Linked DNA regions of Mus musculus: all the other regions are linked to region 1. The links are chromatin contacts, called in public HiCAR-type, HiChIP or PLAC-seq and capture Hi-C maps. All regions are on one chromosome and are shown on one strand. Each heading gives the region's core, a stretch centred on a gene start, on an enhancer-like site or on the middle of the called end of the contact. The rest is flanking DNA. Distances are from core to core; before and after follow the strand shown.

Region 1 (2,820 bases), core at 179-2,678:
CCTGACAACCTTCTCACTTTTGCAATGGAAACTGCCATTTCCCTCAGCAAAGTTAAAAATGAGAATATCAATTAATTTAAGCCACCATTCCTGATTCTTAAAAAAATAAATAAATATATACATCAAAAGAGCTATCCATTAAAACAACAAAGGAATCCTAACCTTCTCTTTCAATATATCAATAATCTCTGTGCAGTGATTAAGCCATCATTGCTCTTTGCTCTTGTCAGCCATAACAACATTTCAAGAGTGAGTCTTCTGTGTCGTACTATATGTATTAAAAAGCACAGCTCATCTATGCCTTGGCATTTGTGCTTACACACACATTAGTGAACAGAAGCAATAAGTTTAAAGTAAAATGTTTAACAACAGCTTCTCCTGGGGGCTGTAAAGGCAGCTCGGGTGTTAAGTGCACTGCTCTTGAAGAGGATCAGAGCTTAGTTTCCAGCACCCCGATCAGGCAGCTCACAGCTACCTGTAACTCCAACACAGTGGTATCCCATGACTCTAGCCTTCAGGCATAAGCACATACCCATGCACATATTACTTAAAATAATATTTTGATTTTTAAAAACGATTCTTTTCTTAACCACAGGCTCTTGAACCCTCTCCTGAGCTGCCTCTGCTGCCGTGCTCCCCACCCCCACCTCTGCTTGCCCAGCCTTATTTAAGCAAGAATCCTAAGTCAGTTTAGCACATTTGTTATCTGATCACCCTGGTCTGCTTTCAACCAGAATCCAGTTTAGTGGGTTTAGCAAGAATCCCTCAATCTTTGATAATTCCTCTTAGTAATTATCCACACTCTTGACATCCACACCCCTTCCTCTCCTTGGCTATAAATCACCAACCCCCAAGTTGAACTCAATCTTTTAGTATTTTCAATAAGTATGAAGTGTGTGTGTGTGTGTGTGTGTGTGTGTGTGTGTGTGTGTGTGTGTGTGTGGTGTTTGTTTAAACAAGGTCCAAACAGATCTCCGACTGTAGAATCTTTTTCTGAAATAAGAAGATTTTCGAGGTCTCCTGGAACATGGTTGCTATATTCTCCACAGAGCTGTGGGCAAACAACTCGAAAAAACTTCTTCACACCTACTACGCCCAGGAAACTACATGCTTGGGAGTTAAAGGGCAATACTACAAAAATCTTCAAGTTCGCTTCTTGGTATGCTTGGATCAGCGTTCTGGACAGAACAAGAACGATGAGCCCGGTCACCCCTCCGCGCACAGAGCATTTCTGGATGCCTGAGCGGAAAGGCTGCGGTGTTCCTCCGAGCAAATGCCCACCTCGGCGGCCGCAAGTGAGCCAGCCACCGGGCTAACGCGGCTCGAAGCACCGAGGTCGCCGGAAGCGCCGCCGAGACCTGCTGACGTCACCGCCCCTAGCCCGCCCCTAACACCCTGGGCTCCGCCCACCCCTCCCCTCCCACCACGTGTCCTCGCTCCCTCCCGAGGGGCCGCGCTGGGGCGGCGGGAGCGGTGGAGACGATGGCGCGGTGAATGCCGGGCCACAGCCTTCGTCGCCCTTTGCGGCGACGCCGCCCGCTCGGCCGGGGTGAGTGCGCGCGGGCTGCGGGATCCGGGCGGCTCGTCCTCGAGGCCGGCGGAGGAGGCTGGGCCACGGTGGGGCGGGGGCCGCCGGTGGCAGTGTCGCCTCCGCCGCCGCCTTTGTTGCGGGCCGGCCGGGGAGGTAGGCGGCGTGGGCTGTCGCCGCCCCGCAGGTGGACCGAGGACCTTAGTGGTGGGCGGGGGTGGCGGGAGAGGGTTGGACAAGATGGCTGGAGCGGGCAAGGGCGGCGGCGAGCACCTTCGTGCCGGCCCCTCCCACCACCCGCCCCGCAGCTGGGCACAGGCCGCGGCCAAGTTCAGGTCCCGGGACTCCTGTGACCTCACGAGTGTTCCTACCTCCCCATGCCTCCACCCACCCCAGAAACATTGAAGAAGCTGACTCTGAACTCCGGGAAGATCCTTGCTTGGGAAGTCCCGGGAAATGGAGCTCACAGATGCACACTCTCTGCATACCCAGCAGCTGCCCGCAGTCTCTTCTGGGGAACCTCTTTGTACCAGCCTGAGGAGGCTTCGAATAGAGAGGATTTGCGACCCAGAGGCGAGGAGAAGTCCAGCCAGGTTTGGGTTGGCCTCTGCCACCCAGGCACGCCCCTCTCTGCATCATGGACTTGGCTTTGGGAGGTCCTTTGAGGCAGAAAAACTGTTAAGTTTCTGAAGTAGCTTGTGGACAGCGCCTATGAATCTGGAAAACCCAGGTGATAACTATTTTGGGCTAACTATTTAAATTTCCTATCTAGGCTGAGATACTTTGATGTGGTAGCAAATCAGCACCGCCCTCCTCTGGTCCTGATTCCGTGCTCAAACAGTCCTGGCAGTGGGAACTTCTGCCCATCACTGAGCTGTTTGAAACCTCTTCCCGGGATATTTACCCACTGTTCTAAGTTCTGCCCTTCTGCACAGAGGCTCTGTGAAAACTACTCTGGTCTCCGTGCCACAGGGGGCTCTTTAAATATTTGAAGTTAGCCAGATAAATTATCTGCCCTCAGCCTCTGTAATAATTAAATAAGCCAGCCACCTTTCTGAACCCCTTCCTTCCAGCTGGAAGCAGACAGTGCTTTGACCTAAACAGGTTTGTGTGTGTGTGTGTGTGTGTGCCTGAGCCGCCCTCTCACAGACTAGTTCCCACTGACACCTGATTGTCTGCTAACTCTTGAATGCAGAAATGGAGTCCCGGGCCTACCCTCTGAATTTGACCCTGAAAGAAGAGCAAAAGGAGGAAGAGGTTGAGATCCAAGAGTTGGAGGATGGCCCCATAGA
Region 2 (2,820 bases), core at 238-2,737, 780 kb after region 1:
ATGTAGAACAAACTCTCAAAGGCCCCCTGTTTCTGTCTCCTGAGGGTGGGATTAAAGACATGAGGTGCTCTCCTCAGTACAGATCTGACTTCGTGGCCACTCCCCTTCTGTTGCCCACAGGATAACCTAAGGATGGCCACAAAAAAAAAAAAAAAGTTTTAAGAGTCTCACAGGGTAGTCTACACTGTGTGGCACAGGCTGCCTTAGAACTCCTGATGCAGCCTAGGCTGGCTGGCCTCAAACTTGAGACAGTCCTTCTTTCTCAGACTCCTCCACAGCTTGCCCTTTCTACTTTCCTGCTAAACTCTTGGTTATTAAAACTCCAATGTGTGCTCCTTGAAAGTAAAGTGCCACCGATGGGCAGGACCTGCTAACCGGAAGGCAAAATAGCTGCGATATGCATTCTTGGTTTTCTCCAATTGCCTAGTAATTAGGAACTTGCTCTACTGCAAGGTTAAGGGGCTAGGCCACTGGAAACATCGGAAGGACACTGTTAAGACTGGCTTTTGACAAAATCCTGAAAGGAGAGGCCGCGTTTTGGTCTACTGGACTACGCTCCGCCTATTATAGTCTTGTTCCTAAAACTTGTTTTCCTCCTCCAAACTCTCACTTGGATTTTCCCGTTCTTCGTTCACTCTAATCTGTTTTGTGTCTGGTCCCTCCTTTTTCCCCCTTTGAAGACCATTCTCAGAATCCTCCCTCTCTTTAGGGTTTGCTGGGTAACTAGTAGCAGCCGGCACTTTTCAGAATTGAAGTAAGGCACCGCCTCCGTCCTAACTTTTCATCTATAGGCCGAGGGACGTTGATATGCTAAACAAACAGTAAGTGCAGTCACTGGTTATCTAGGTGGCGGGAAAGAGTTCCAATTCCTATTCCTTTCCTGTCCTCTGAAAAGCCAAAAAAGGGCCTGCTCAGAGGTTAGGGCAAGATGGAGACTTCTCATGTTGCAACGCAAATGATCCAGTTCAGGCAAAGACAGATACTCGGCAAAGGTCAAAGAGATGGTGGGTCTTTTTCTATCTCGACCACTGAATGGAAGTCTTTCCTCACCTCTCTCTTCACTTCACTCCTCCCCTCCCCCACCCGGTCCCTAAATTAATTGCTTTTCTTTAGGTGAGTGAGGCCAGGAGTAACCAAGCAGATCCTAGTCGGAAATGATATCCGGACTTGGAAGAGACCGCGGGGAGGGACATTAAGAGAACTGTGGGACTGGCCCCTCAGAGAGGAGGGCAGCCTCTGGCGGCGGTGGGCCGGAGGGCAGCCCCACGACCAGCCACGCAGGCAGGCTCAAAGTAATGCGGCTGCAGAGGCACAGTACGCGGGCATGCTGCACAGATCACACCAAGGGCGGGGCCCGGAGGGCGGGGCCTTGCCCGAGGGGGCTGACAGGGAGTCGAGTTGTCCAATGGCTTCTTTCCCAGGTTGCCAGGAGGACCAATGAGCGAGCAGTGGGGCGGGCACAGGGGCTGGAGCTGGGCAGAAGGCTGGCGGTTGGCCACTGGGGCCGGGAGCGGGGAGCGGTGGCGTGGAGGTGTCCTCGCGCTCGCAGCCGCGATCCGGACAGAGCTGTGTGGTCTAAGGCAAGCCAGCCGACCGCAGCGGGAAGCCGGGCGGAACGGAGCGGCGGGAGCAGGATGGCAGAGGCCGTCGGAGCCGTGGCACTGATTGCGGCCCCGGCCCGCCGGCGCTGGCTGTGGTCGGTGCTAGCCGCGATGCTCGGGCTGTGTGAGTGATGCCGAGCCGGGGTCGGGCGGGGGCTCCGCGGCCGTGCGCGCGCTCGGGGCGCCTCGGAGGGGAGGGGGCGCGGCCTGCGAGCTCTGGGGCCTGGGCACGCCGCCCGGGGAGCGCGGCCGGGAGCCGAGGAACCTCTTTCTTTGGATCCCTTTGCGTAGAGGGCGAGGGGGGTGGGGCGGGGAGGGGTGAGGGAGCTCCCTACCTTGCAGCTCCCTGGGGACAGTCCCAGGAGCCCACTCACGCCCAGTCCCCTGCGGTCGCCTCCTGGCGATTCTGAGTTGCCCAGGACCTCCCGGGAGTCCGACTCTGGAATTGATGTTCTCCACCTTTGGGAGATGGCGGAAGATTGCAGGATTTTTCACCTGTGGGCCTTTGTTGGTTTATTTCCTTGTTTAAACCAGTGTTTTTCCTTTACCTGGTAAGATCTATTTCGAATGCGCTCAGATCAATTCTTAAGGCTCTATGATTGAAAACTCAGACTCTCATTTATTTCATCTCTGGGGTCTGTAAATCACAGAGGCGAAATTTACGTTACTTCTAGCCTAGAATGCAAAGGCTTGAAAGAATTCGGTCGAATTCGTATTAATGGTAAACATGGGCAAGATAGTTTGACAAGACGAACATTTACAAAGCATGCTTTTACTTTGATTTTAAAAGCCCCCCTCTCAGGCCCTTACCAAATAAACCAGGCTTAAGTTTTTGATAAAGGCTCCGGCTCGGTTTATATGACGTCTTGGACGAGTTGTTTTATGGGGCGTCTGAAGTAGTGTCTGCCCCAGGACTTTTTTTGTGTGTTGTTCAAAGTAAAGTACTTGTTTCTGTCTCAGAATTCAGCTAAGTAGTGGTTACCGAGAGGTCGAACTCCTAAGAAAACACGGAGGGGGTTCCTCCCACTCATTCTTTTGTTGTGTAAAATGTAATTTGTTCAAAATCCATTACTCAGTACTTTCTTTCGTGCAAAAGTTCTTAATGTAGTAGTCTCTCGAACCAGGAGTATAGGTGAGATTCTGTTGGATTTCCAGCTTTCATTTAAGCTCCTAGTTAATAGCTTGGAGGTGAAAATGGACAAGATTCTTTTTTTTTTTT
Region 3 (2,820 bases), core at 158-2,657, 650 kb after region 1:
AGTGTAGGATCACATGTGCGTGCAAGCTGTCAAGATGGGTACTGAGGACCAAATACAGGTCCTCGCGCCTACATGGCAAGTATTTTACCAACTGGGCTATTTCCCTAGCCCCTAGGATTGCAGTTTTAAAAGGCAGTAGCTAATTTAAATTTGTTTAGAACAATACAGAACTCTGTGGAGGCTGAAGAAAACGGGTCTCTTCTATTCTAGCACATGGGTCCCAGTCCTGTGGCCTGTGCTTTGAAGACAAGTGGGTCTGAGGTGAACTAGGGTTGGCCCCCTGGCTTTGCGCAAATTACTTAACCTCATGTCTTCATCTGTAAACCCGGAATAGCCATGCCTGTTTCTAAGAGTTACTACAAGAGACAATGAATGAAAACAGGTGGAACCGAAAAGCCCTAGGCACATACCATGGCAAGGGCTTGGTTAAAGCGTCGGCGTCTCTTGGCTCACTGTTTACCACGACACCAAGCTTTCTCAGTTTTGCCACAGACCCTCCACCGAGTCAGGCTTCATTTCTGGGCTCCTGTGTGGCCTTTCCCTCCCAGGCTGTTTCCACCTGAGCTGTAAGCAGAGCCAGGTCCGCAGTCAACTATAATGCTGTGTAGTAGTTTCCCACTGCTGATAGGTAAAGGTAGGGAAGAGAATCTCCGAAGTCACATAAGCCAAACGCTAAACTATCCAACAATCTGTATGCCTTTAGATCACAAGAGTGCAGTTTATGCAGAGACAGCGCCTAAAGAGGACGCCTGACTATCTGAAGGGTGTGAAGTGCTCCAGGTACTGGCAAAGAATTTACCCCAAGCGCTTAGACCAGTAACAGGGTAAGTAGGAACTTCCTGGTAGTTCCCCAACATCTGGGATGCTACAACCTCCGCCTAGCCAGCGCAGGCCAGAAGAGACAGTCATGTGAGCTGGGTTCAAAAGTCTTATCTCTAAGACCCACGCTCTCCCCAGCGAGCTAAACTGGAGACGCTGGTTTCCTGCTCTGCCGGGTCTGGGAAACCGCGCCGCGCTCCCGCTCACCTGCAGGTCGCTCACGGCTTGCTGCAGTGGACTCAGGTACATGTAGGGCTCGCCCGTGCCTTCTCCCGGAGGACCGTCACTGATTGAGATGATGTCCGCGAAGGGCCAGCCGCGCACCTCCTTTATTGTGGAGATAGTGGCCAGCGAGCCCCAGTCTGAGACGTGAGTCACGAAGCGGGCCACGCGCGGCCCGTCTTCGCGGGGTGGCAGCGGAGGCAATCGCCTGTCCACGTCCCAGTCCCCGTGGTCCCGGCCTCCGCGACCCGAGGCCGGCGACACCAGTAGTGCCACCAGCGCGGGCGCCAGAAGGGCAGCAAGCAGGGAACGCGCGAGCTCAGGAGCACGGGCAGCCATGACGCTGACTGCGGAGTCCCTGCCCACCGACCAAACTCTGCCGGGGTAACTATTGCCTGCCCGTTGTTCCGCCCCTCCGAGAAAGCCAATCAGAGATGAGCAGGCAAGAGGGGGCGTGGCTCCAGTGCAACCCAGTTTCCAGAAGCATATGGTCTGTTCACCGTGTCCTGTGATCTGCTCTGTGAAGAGTGCGAATTTGCCCTAAAGAGATATTTGTTTTGCTTGTTTGATTTACAGACAGATAAATGAGGTCTAGAAGAAATTAAGCAACTTCCTAAGTCACAGTGCTAGAAAAAAGCTGCCTGCATGCACGCACACACCTCCTTTTTAATGTCTTTGAGTATGCTTGCCTGGCATCTAAGAGAACGTGAGTTTTCTGTGTGCTCTTTTCTGTTTACTGACTGTTAGCAAGCAAGCCTATATGTAGTACAGTACAGAAATACCGACATGCAGGAACTTAAAAATTCCTGGCCCAGAAGAGTCTTCAGATAAAGCCACTTTGTTAGTTTTCGGTATCCCACTCAAGACTTTGACCTTGTCCATTTGAGACCTGTCAAGTCATCTAGCTCGGTTAAATTCGTGGTTTCATGCATTTATTCTGGCAGATCCTCCAAGCCCGTGGAGGATTTTCATTCTGCTACCCTAGGGAGTTAGAAAATGTATGCAAACGTGTTTGCGTCGTTTTAAAACTGTGGCCACTGTTAGAATCTTTTAAGCCCCACCCATCCTATAGTCTGAATCAGGCCACACCTCTCTGCAGCTCTCTCTCTTCCTAACAGAGTTATGAAGCAGTCCGTGCTTAGCCGCTACTCTTTTTTCTTTCTTAAAAAAATATTAGGTATTTTCTTCATTTACATTTCAAATGCTATCCCGAAAGTCCCCTGTACCCCCCCCTCCCCTACCCACCCACTCCTACTTCTTGGCCCTGGTGTTCCCCTGTACTGGGGCATATAAAGTTTGCAAGACCAAGGGGCCTTTCTTCCCAATGATGGCCGACTAGGCTATCTTCTGCTACATATGCAGCTAGAGACACGATCTCTGGGGGTACTGGTTAGTTCATGTTGTTGTTCCACCTATAGGGTTGCAGACCCCTTCAGCTCCTTGGCAGCTCCTCTTAGTCTGTGGCACCCAGCTCCCTGTCATGTAGGCCAGGATGAACTAAATCATGGGATGTGAAACTTCCTGACACCTCTAAAATGATATAAAAATCAGGCTTAGCCTCTATTCTAGGGACTGGTGTGAGACTCCTAAAGGAGATTTCTGGAAAGATATTCTGAGGTCTGCCTCTAGCTAGCCCCCCACCCCAATCTGGCCCACTACTCTGTCTTTCTCCTGATCTCTGTCTGTCTCTCTGTCTCTCTCTCTGTCTCTGCCTCTCTCTCTCTCTCTCTCTCTCTCTCTCTCTCTCTCTCCCATTCACGTGTGTTGAGGTTTGGTCTT
Region 4 (2,820 bases), core at 145-2,644, 620 kb after region 1:
TGAGCCCTCAGAACCCCATGACGCTAGCCCAGGACTGTGCAGTTTCCTGGTGGTAACAATCATGTGTTGGCCATTCCTGCCTTGTCACCCGACAAACTGTCACCCTCAGGAGAGCTCTAAATTGGAGGAAGGGTACCCCTTACAGCTACCATCCTTGTCTTTCTAGATTCAAATACAGATTGTCCCATTTCTTGTAAAACGGCCATGACACCAATCTTGTGAGTGGTGTCTTTTGTCTTCTGTTCCCTCGCTTCCACCCCGACTGCTGAACTAGGAAGCACACTAAGGCTACCGCATGCCAAATGCCAGGCATTGGAGGGATGCAGTGGGCTCTGGCGCAAGTTGTCTTCTGGGCTGGTTGTGACTCGTGATGGTCACGTATTAACACATATTCTTCAACCTGTTGCTAGCATTTCTGTCCGTGTCTCTGGCTGCTTGGCTCAGATAGAGAGCCATGTGAGTATATCACAGAGAATCAGTATGTCATAGGGTAGCTGGTGGCTGTGATGTGGGGGACAGCCTTGACAGGGTGAGCTTAGACTTAAATGCTCTGGGCCAGAAGGTGGCAATGCGCCTTGCAAAAGGCTGCAAATATGGATGCCTACTCCGTACGCCTCCCTCCCTCCCTGCCTCAAGTTCTCTTGTAGGGGCTCGGCCTCTACCAGATGTTTCAGGATACTCAGGGTCACAGGCCATGACCCTTTCTGACTGACCATGGCAATGTCCTTTATTGGCAAAGGAGGAAAGAACGGGGCTGAGCGGCAATGCCAACCAGAGAGGGGCGGAAGGAGTCATGATATCTGGAAACCAGAGTAGAGGAGCGAGGCCTAGCTGGCTGGTGTTTCGGATCCTGTGCCGCTTCTCCCGTCCGCGCAGAGCTGTCTCAGTTGCTGACTCGCTGCGTTTCTCCTTGCCCTTTCCCTCCACAGTCTTTTTCTTTTGCCTTTATCATTAGACAATCTACAACTGTGTTTTCAAACAGCTGGCCCCCAACCGATAACCAGCTTGGCTGTCACAGAGCAGACGCCTGGGTGGGACCCAAGCCCACACTGCCGCTGCCCACTCTGCCCGTTGACTTTGGGAAGACAAGCTTTAAAAGAAGCACCAGGTCCTTGGCACCCCTCCGCTGCCCCTCAGACACACGGAGAGGCTCTAAAAGGGTCGAGCCGCGGGAAACAGAGCCCTTACCTGCTCCTGGGAACCGCACGTGGAGGATGCAGGCGAGAACAGACACTTTCCACTTCATCTTCTGCTTCCCTGGGATGGTACCCAGAGGCAGAGGCAGAGGCAGCTATGCCTGGGAGGATGAGGAGAAAAGGAGGCGCTGATGGAGTCTCTGCTGGCTTTGTTCTGTGGCTGACACCCCAGGAAGTGGAGGACTGTGGGCCTTTGAGACAGCACCTGCCAGCAAGACACCCTCTCACTCCCCCTCTCGATTCATAGGCAGGAAGTTCTGAAGGTTTGGAGGTTTGGGGTGTAAGAATGTGCATCCGTCTGAATTTTGCTTTTTCTTCAATTTGACTGTAGTTTAATGTACTTTTTTATTATTTTAATTCTTTACTAATTTGTACGTGACTCTCAATTGCTGAAGTCAGACCCTAGGCATATATCTAAGTTGCTGTGTGGCCTTGAAGCATCTCCAGACGTCAGCTTCTTTATCTGAAGCACAAAGAAAGGAGGATATTTGAGGTATAGTTCTGAACTTGGCCTCAATTCAGACCATAAATAGTGTGAAATACTATAGCTTACATTGTTTTCAAAATTCTTTTCCCTGAGACAAATCTCACTATTTAATCCAGGCTGGTCTTGAACTCACAATTTTCCCTCCTCAGCTTTCCACAGGTCAAGATTACAGTATGTGCCACCAAACCGAGGTCACATGCTTCCTCTAATTGTCAACTTTTCACCCTTGGGGTCATTTACAGTAAGAAAACGATAAAAGTCAGGCCTAGATTGCCTGCCTGTAAATCGTATCACTCATGTGGCAAAGGCAGGAGGAGTGTGAGTTTGAGGTCACACTGGACTAACAGTGAATACCTGGCCAACTTGAGCTGTGTAGCAAGACTGCCTCAAAACAAAATAAAAAATAAAACTGAGAAATAAGCATAACGGAGAGTTGTAGGTGAGTGTACACAAGCTTTGAGACGGGACAGAGACCCGGAAAGGATCATGTGGATGGGAGGGTGCCTCTGGTTTCTTTGATTTAAAAAAGAAAGTCAAGAAGTCCACAGTTACTTTTCAGTCTACCAGCCTTCTAAATGGAAAGACAATATTATCAAATCTGGAGGCAGAGAGCTGGTTCAGGTAGTTTCTGCCAAGCCTGACAGTCTGAATTCCATCTTCAGAGCCCACATGGTAGATGGGAAGCCATTCTTGTAAGATGTCCTCTGAGCTACACACACACACACACACACACACACACACACACGCACACACATAAACCACACACATACATACACCATACACACATATACCACACACATGGCATACATACACATATATACCACACATACATACACACACATCATACACACATATACTATACACATACATACCACAAATACATACACATACACACACCATACACAAATATACCTCACACATACATACACCATACACACATATACCACACACATAACATACATACATGTACATAGCACATATACATACACACACCACACACATACATACACCATATACACATATATACATACACATACACACCACACATACATACATGCACCATACACACATACATATACCACACACACATATACCACACACACATATACCACACACATACATACATATATCGATATA
Region 5 (2,820 bases), core at 143-2,642, 590 kb before region 1:
GGGACGGGAGGGCAGATGAAAATCTAGTAGATAAAAAAGTCCAGAACACGACCTCTCAAAGCTAGTGTGGTTCCAGGGCAGGATGTCCGCCCCTGGCGGCCGCAGAGCCCTGGCGATCTAGGTGCACCGCAGCTGCCAAACCCTCAGCGCGCTCTAACCGGCGCTGCTGAAGGAAGTTGGAGAGCTCCCAGCCAGCCGACTGGATAGGCGGTGGGCGCCTGGGAATCCCTTCCAGCGCCGCAATTAGGAAAGTTTTGAAAAGTAAAGACCCCAGACAGATGAAGTGTCTCATCCTTTCCTTGAGCCTAAGAAACACCTCGTGTTACACCAGGCTAGCACAAGGCCACCAGTTTCTCTTGGCCCGGGAGCATCCGGTGCCTTCCAGCTCCCCACCGCCCCAGAATTGGTCCTCAGGGCGCATAGCTAGAGGGGCTTTCTGCCCAGCTGGAGATTCCAGGCAGAGATGCTCCTTAGGCTCGCTGGCCTGGGAAGCAAAGGCAGAACCTCTAACTCCCATTCCTACACCCTGGACCTTCTCTTCCAAGCCAGCTTGATTTTCTCCAAAAGACGCACGACACAGCCCATGCGCCCCCGGGACTCCACTCCTCTCCCCAAACTTCCCAGGGAGACCCACAAATACAGACTGCGCCCCCAAACTCCCACGACAATCGCCAATCATCCTATCTTTGCCTCTTGTACCCTCCCAGTCGCGTTCTTCCTGCCCCTCACTATTCTCCTCGCCTCTCCGAGGAAGTCAGAAGCAAAGCACGAGAAAATGCCTTCGCGAGGAGCCTCCCGTCACCCGCCCTGTCACTGAAACAAAAGCGCAGGGAGGAGGGAGGTGGGTGGGGAGGCAGGAGGAAGGTTCGGAAAGAGATGGGGGCAACGGTAAGAGGGGTTGGGGAGGGGGTTCAGAATGGAGAGTGGAGAAAGGGGCCAGGACCCCGCTCCCGCGCCGCGTGGCGTGGCCGGTCGCTTACATGCCCAGGTCGCTGTAGGTGTTGAAGAACTCCATCTGGTTGCATGCCTGGATCCAGCCCACCACCCAGGTCTCGTGGCGGGGGATGGGGGGCATGACCACACGGGCCGAGGCTTTGAAGTAAGGGGTCTTGTAGCGCAGGACGATGGGCGAGGTCTCCTCGATGCGCGTGGGGCACTGGTCGATGGTGGCGCACACATCGTACACCACGATGTTCTCGCGCCGGATCCGCGCCTTGCAGGTGATGCTTTGGATACAGCCCATCCTGCCGCCCGGCGCCGGCGCGGCGCGGCGTGGGGCAGCGCGGGGGCCCGGCGCGGGCAGCCGCGGGCACCCGTCACGCCGGCATGGCGACGCGCCGCTCGCTCCCGGTCCAGCTCAGCTAGCGCCTAAGAGCGAGGAGCCGCCGCCGCGGGGCATCCTCCGGGGAAGCCCCCTCCCCTTTCCGCGCGCTGGGTCGCGGCTGCCCCGACGCCCGCCCACGCCCGCCTCCTCGCTCCAGCAAGGGCGCGCGGAGCGTGCGCTCCTAGGAGGCGGCGGGCGCTCTCTCCGGCTCCCGTGCCCCGGCGGAGGGCAGGGAGGGGAGCGGCGCTGCGAGGAGTGGTGCCCACCCCGGGCCGGAGCCCCCCGCCCTTCGCCGGAGAGGAGGAGGAGGAGGCGGCGGCGGCGGCATGGAGCTGCGGGAGGGTGGCGGCGGCAGCGCCCGGTTTGTCTGTTTCCGCGGCGGCAGCAGCAGCAGCCGCCGCCGCCGCCGCCGCTGCATGAACCTCTGCTGCACCGCGGCTGCCCCCCGCGTGCAGCGCACCCAGCGGCGGGCGAGCGGGCGGCCCGAGCGGCAGGCGGAGGCAGGCGGCGGCGGCGGAGTCCGTGTTCCCTCCCGCCCCGCCCTGGAGCCGGACAGCGCCCACACTCCCGCATCCGGCTGCGGGGGCGTGTGGGGGGCGCCAGGGGACCGTAGCCCCGGGCGGAGAGCCCAGCGGGCTAGGGCTACGGGGGACAAGCTCCGCGGAAGAGACTGGCTGTACGCCATGAGTTTGTCCCTCTTCGGCTGCCGTCCGGGGGGGGGGGTAGTGTGCAAGGGTGGGGGTGTTTAAAGGGCCGCTAGCTCCCGGGCGGGGCGCGGCACGTGGGGTTGGGCGGGGCCGGGACCCCGGTAGGTGGCGCCCCGCGGGTGATAGTGGGGTGTAGAAGCGGGACCCTGCTTATTGGGATGGGTGGGGCCGGGAGGGCGCGGCGCGGTTCAGAGTATAGAGGGAACCACAGTGGGGTACGGTGAGGCTGCGGGAGGAGAGATGTTGGAGAATCAGCTCCAGCTGAGATGTATCGTTGTGATATAGTTTGTTAGAGTTGGGTGTGACCTCCAGCAGTGCCACGAAATAGATTTACTACCTCGTTCACTGGTCCGCATTTTCCTTTAGTCTAGTAGAAGCTTTATTTTTTAATTTAATTTTATTTTTTTGCACCACAGTATTGAGAGTGAAACCTGAGAAATCCCATTGGAGGCTGACACAAAATCACCCCAAATGCCAGTGTTAGTCGAGGCACCAGCTCAGTCTACTCATGGCCTGTTTTCATATCACCCCTCCACAATCTCTGAAAATACTCTTATCAGAACAACACACAGTGTGTATGTGTGTGTGTGTGTTGGGGGGGGGGGTTGTTGGAGCTCCTTGGGAAACACTGCCTTTTGAATGTCTTGTGTCTTTAGACAAGTTGTACTTAGTGGAATCATCTAGGTAGATTAGAACGCTTAGCTACCCTCCCAGTCTTACCTAAGGCCTGTTAAATACAAACAGAAGTTCAGGGCTTTATAGAACCCAGGAGGATTAAAGAGTAACCAC

Evidence for each region. HiCAR-type assays count read pairs that join an accessible place to other places. HiChIP or PLAC-seq counts read pairs in DNA pulled down with a chosen protein or histone mark. Capture Hi-C pulls out chosen DNA fragments and counts their contacts.
Region 2: a FOXA1 HiChIP or PLAC-seq map of pancreatic cancer cells shows a contact between it and region 1. The contact joins the promoter of Mpzl1 here to the promoter of Pogk in region 1. A contact is called at or near these places in 1 of 39 promoter capture datasets (pre-B cells), 3 of 484 Hi-C or Micro-C datasets (CD4 T cells and the G1E-ER4 cell line), 5 of 115 datasets of contacts at active chromatin or transcription factors (astrocytes, embryonic forebrain, embryonic midbrain and 2 more) and 1 of 9 other capture datasets (liver).
Region 3: a HiCAR-type map of astrocytes shows a contact between it and region 1, with 3 times the contacts expected there. The contact joins the promoter of Creg1 here to the promoter of Pogk in region 1. A contact is called at or near these places in 6 of 39 promoter capture datasets (the 3T3-L1 cell line, cranial neural crest, embryonic stem cells and 3 more), 1 of 484 Hi-C or Micro-C datasets (B cells), 6 of 115 datasets of contacts at active chromatin or transcription factors (astrocytes, bone marrow-derived dendritic cells, embryonic forebrain and 3 more) and 2 of 9 other capture datasets (adipose tissue and liver).
Region 4: a capture Hi-C map of embryonic stem cells shows a contact between it and region 1, with 5 times the contacts expected there. The contact joins the promoter of Cd247 here to the promoter of Pogk in region 1. A contact is called at or near these places in 2 of 39 promoter capture datasets (liver and trophoblast stem cells), 3 of 115 datasets of contacts at active chromatin or transcription factors (bone marrow-derived macrophages, embryonic forebrain and memory CD8 T cells) and 1 of 9 other capture datasets (embryonic stem cells).
Region 5: an H3K27ac HiChIP or PLAC-seq map of cardiomyocytes shows a contact between it and region 1, with 11 times the contacts expected there. The contact joins the promoter of Fam78b here to the promoter of Pogk in region 1. A contact is called at or near these places in 2 of 39 promoter capture datasets (hippocampal neurons and stem cell-derived epiblast-like cells), 1 of 484 Hi-C or Micro-C datasets (embryonic stem cells), 6 of 115 datasets of contacts at active chromatin or transcription factors (bone marrow-derived macrophages, cardiomyocytes, differentiating embryonic stem cells and 3 more) and 2 of 9 other capture datasets (adipose tissue and embryonic stem cells).

Annotation. Positions count from the first base shown.
Region 1 is chr1:166,408,436-166,411,255 of GRCm38.p6, reverse strand. It overlaps Pogk (pogo transposable element with KRAB domain), which reads left to right and starts at 1,428. Exons shown (of 6, transcript NM_175170.4): 1 at 1,428-1,549; 2 at 1,925-2,258; 3 at 2,724-2,820. The coding sequence starts at 2,240.
Region 2 is chr1:165,633,208-165,636,027 of GRCm38.p6, reverse strand. Mpzl1 (myelin protein zero-like 1) reads left to right here and starts at 1,487. Exons shown (of 6, transcript NM_001083897.1): 1 at 1,487-1,725. The coding sequence starts at 1,635.
Region 3 is chr1:165,762,345-165,765,164 of GRCm38.p6, reverse strand. Creg1 (cellular repressor of E1A-stimulated genes 1) reads right to left here and starts at 1,407. Exons shown (of 4, transcript NM_011804.3): 1 at 1,027-1,407. The coding sequence starts at 1,380.
Region 4 is chr1:165,787,255-165,790,074 of GRCm38.p6, reverse strand. It overlaps Cd247 (CD247 antigen), which reads right to left and starts at 1,394. Exons shown (of 8, transcript NM_001113391.2): 1 at 1,189-1,394. The coding sequence starts at 1,246.
Region 5 is chr1:166,999,989-167,002,808 of GRCm38.p6, reverse strand. It overlaps Fam78b (family with sequence similarity 78, member B), which reads right to left and starts at 1,392. Exons shown (of 3, transcript NM_175461.4): 1 at 981-1,392. The coding sequence starts at 1,243.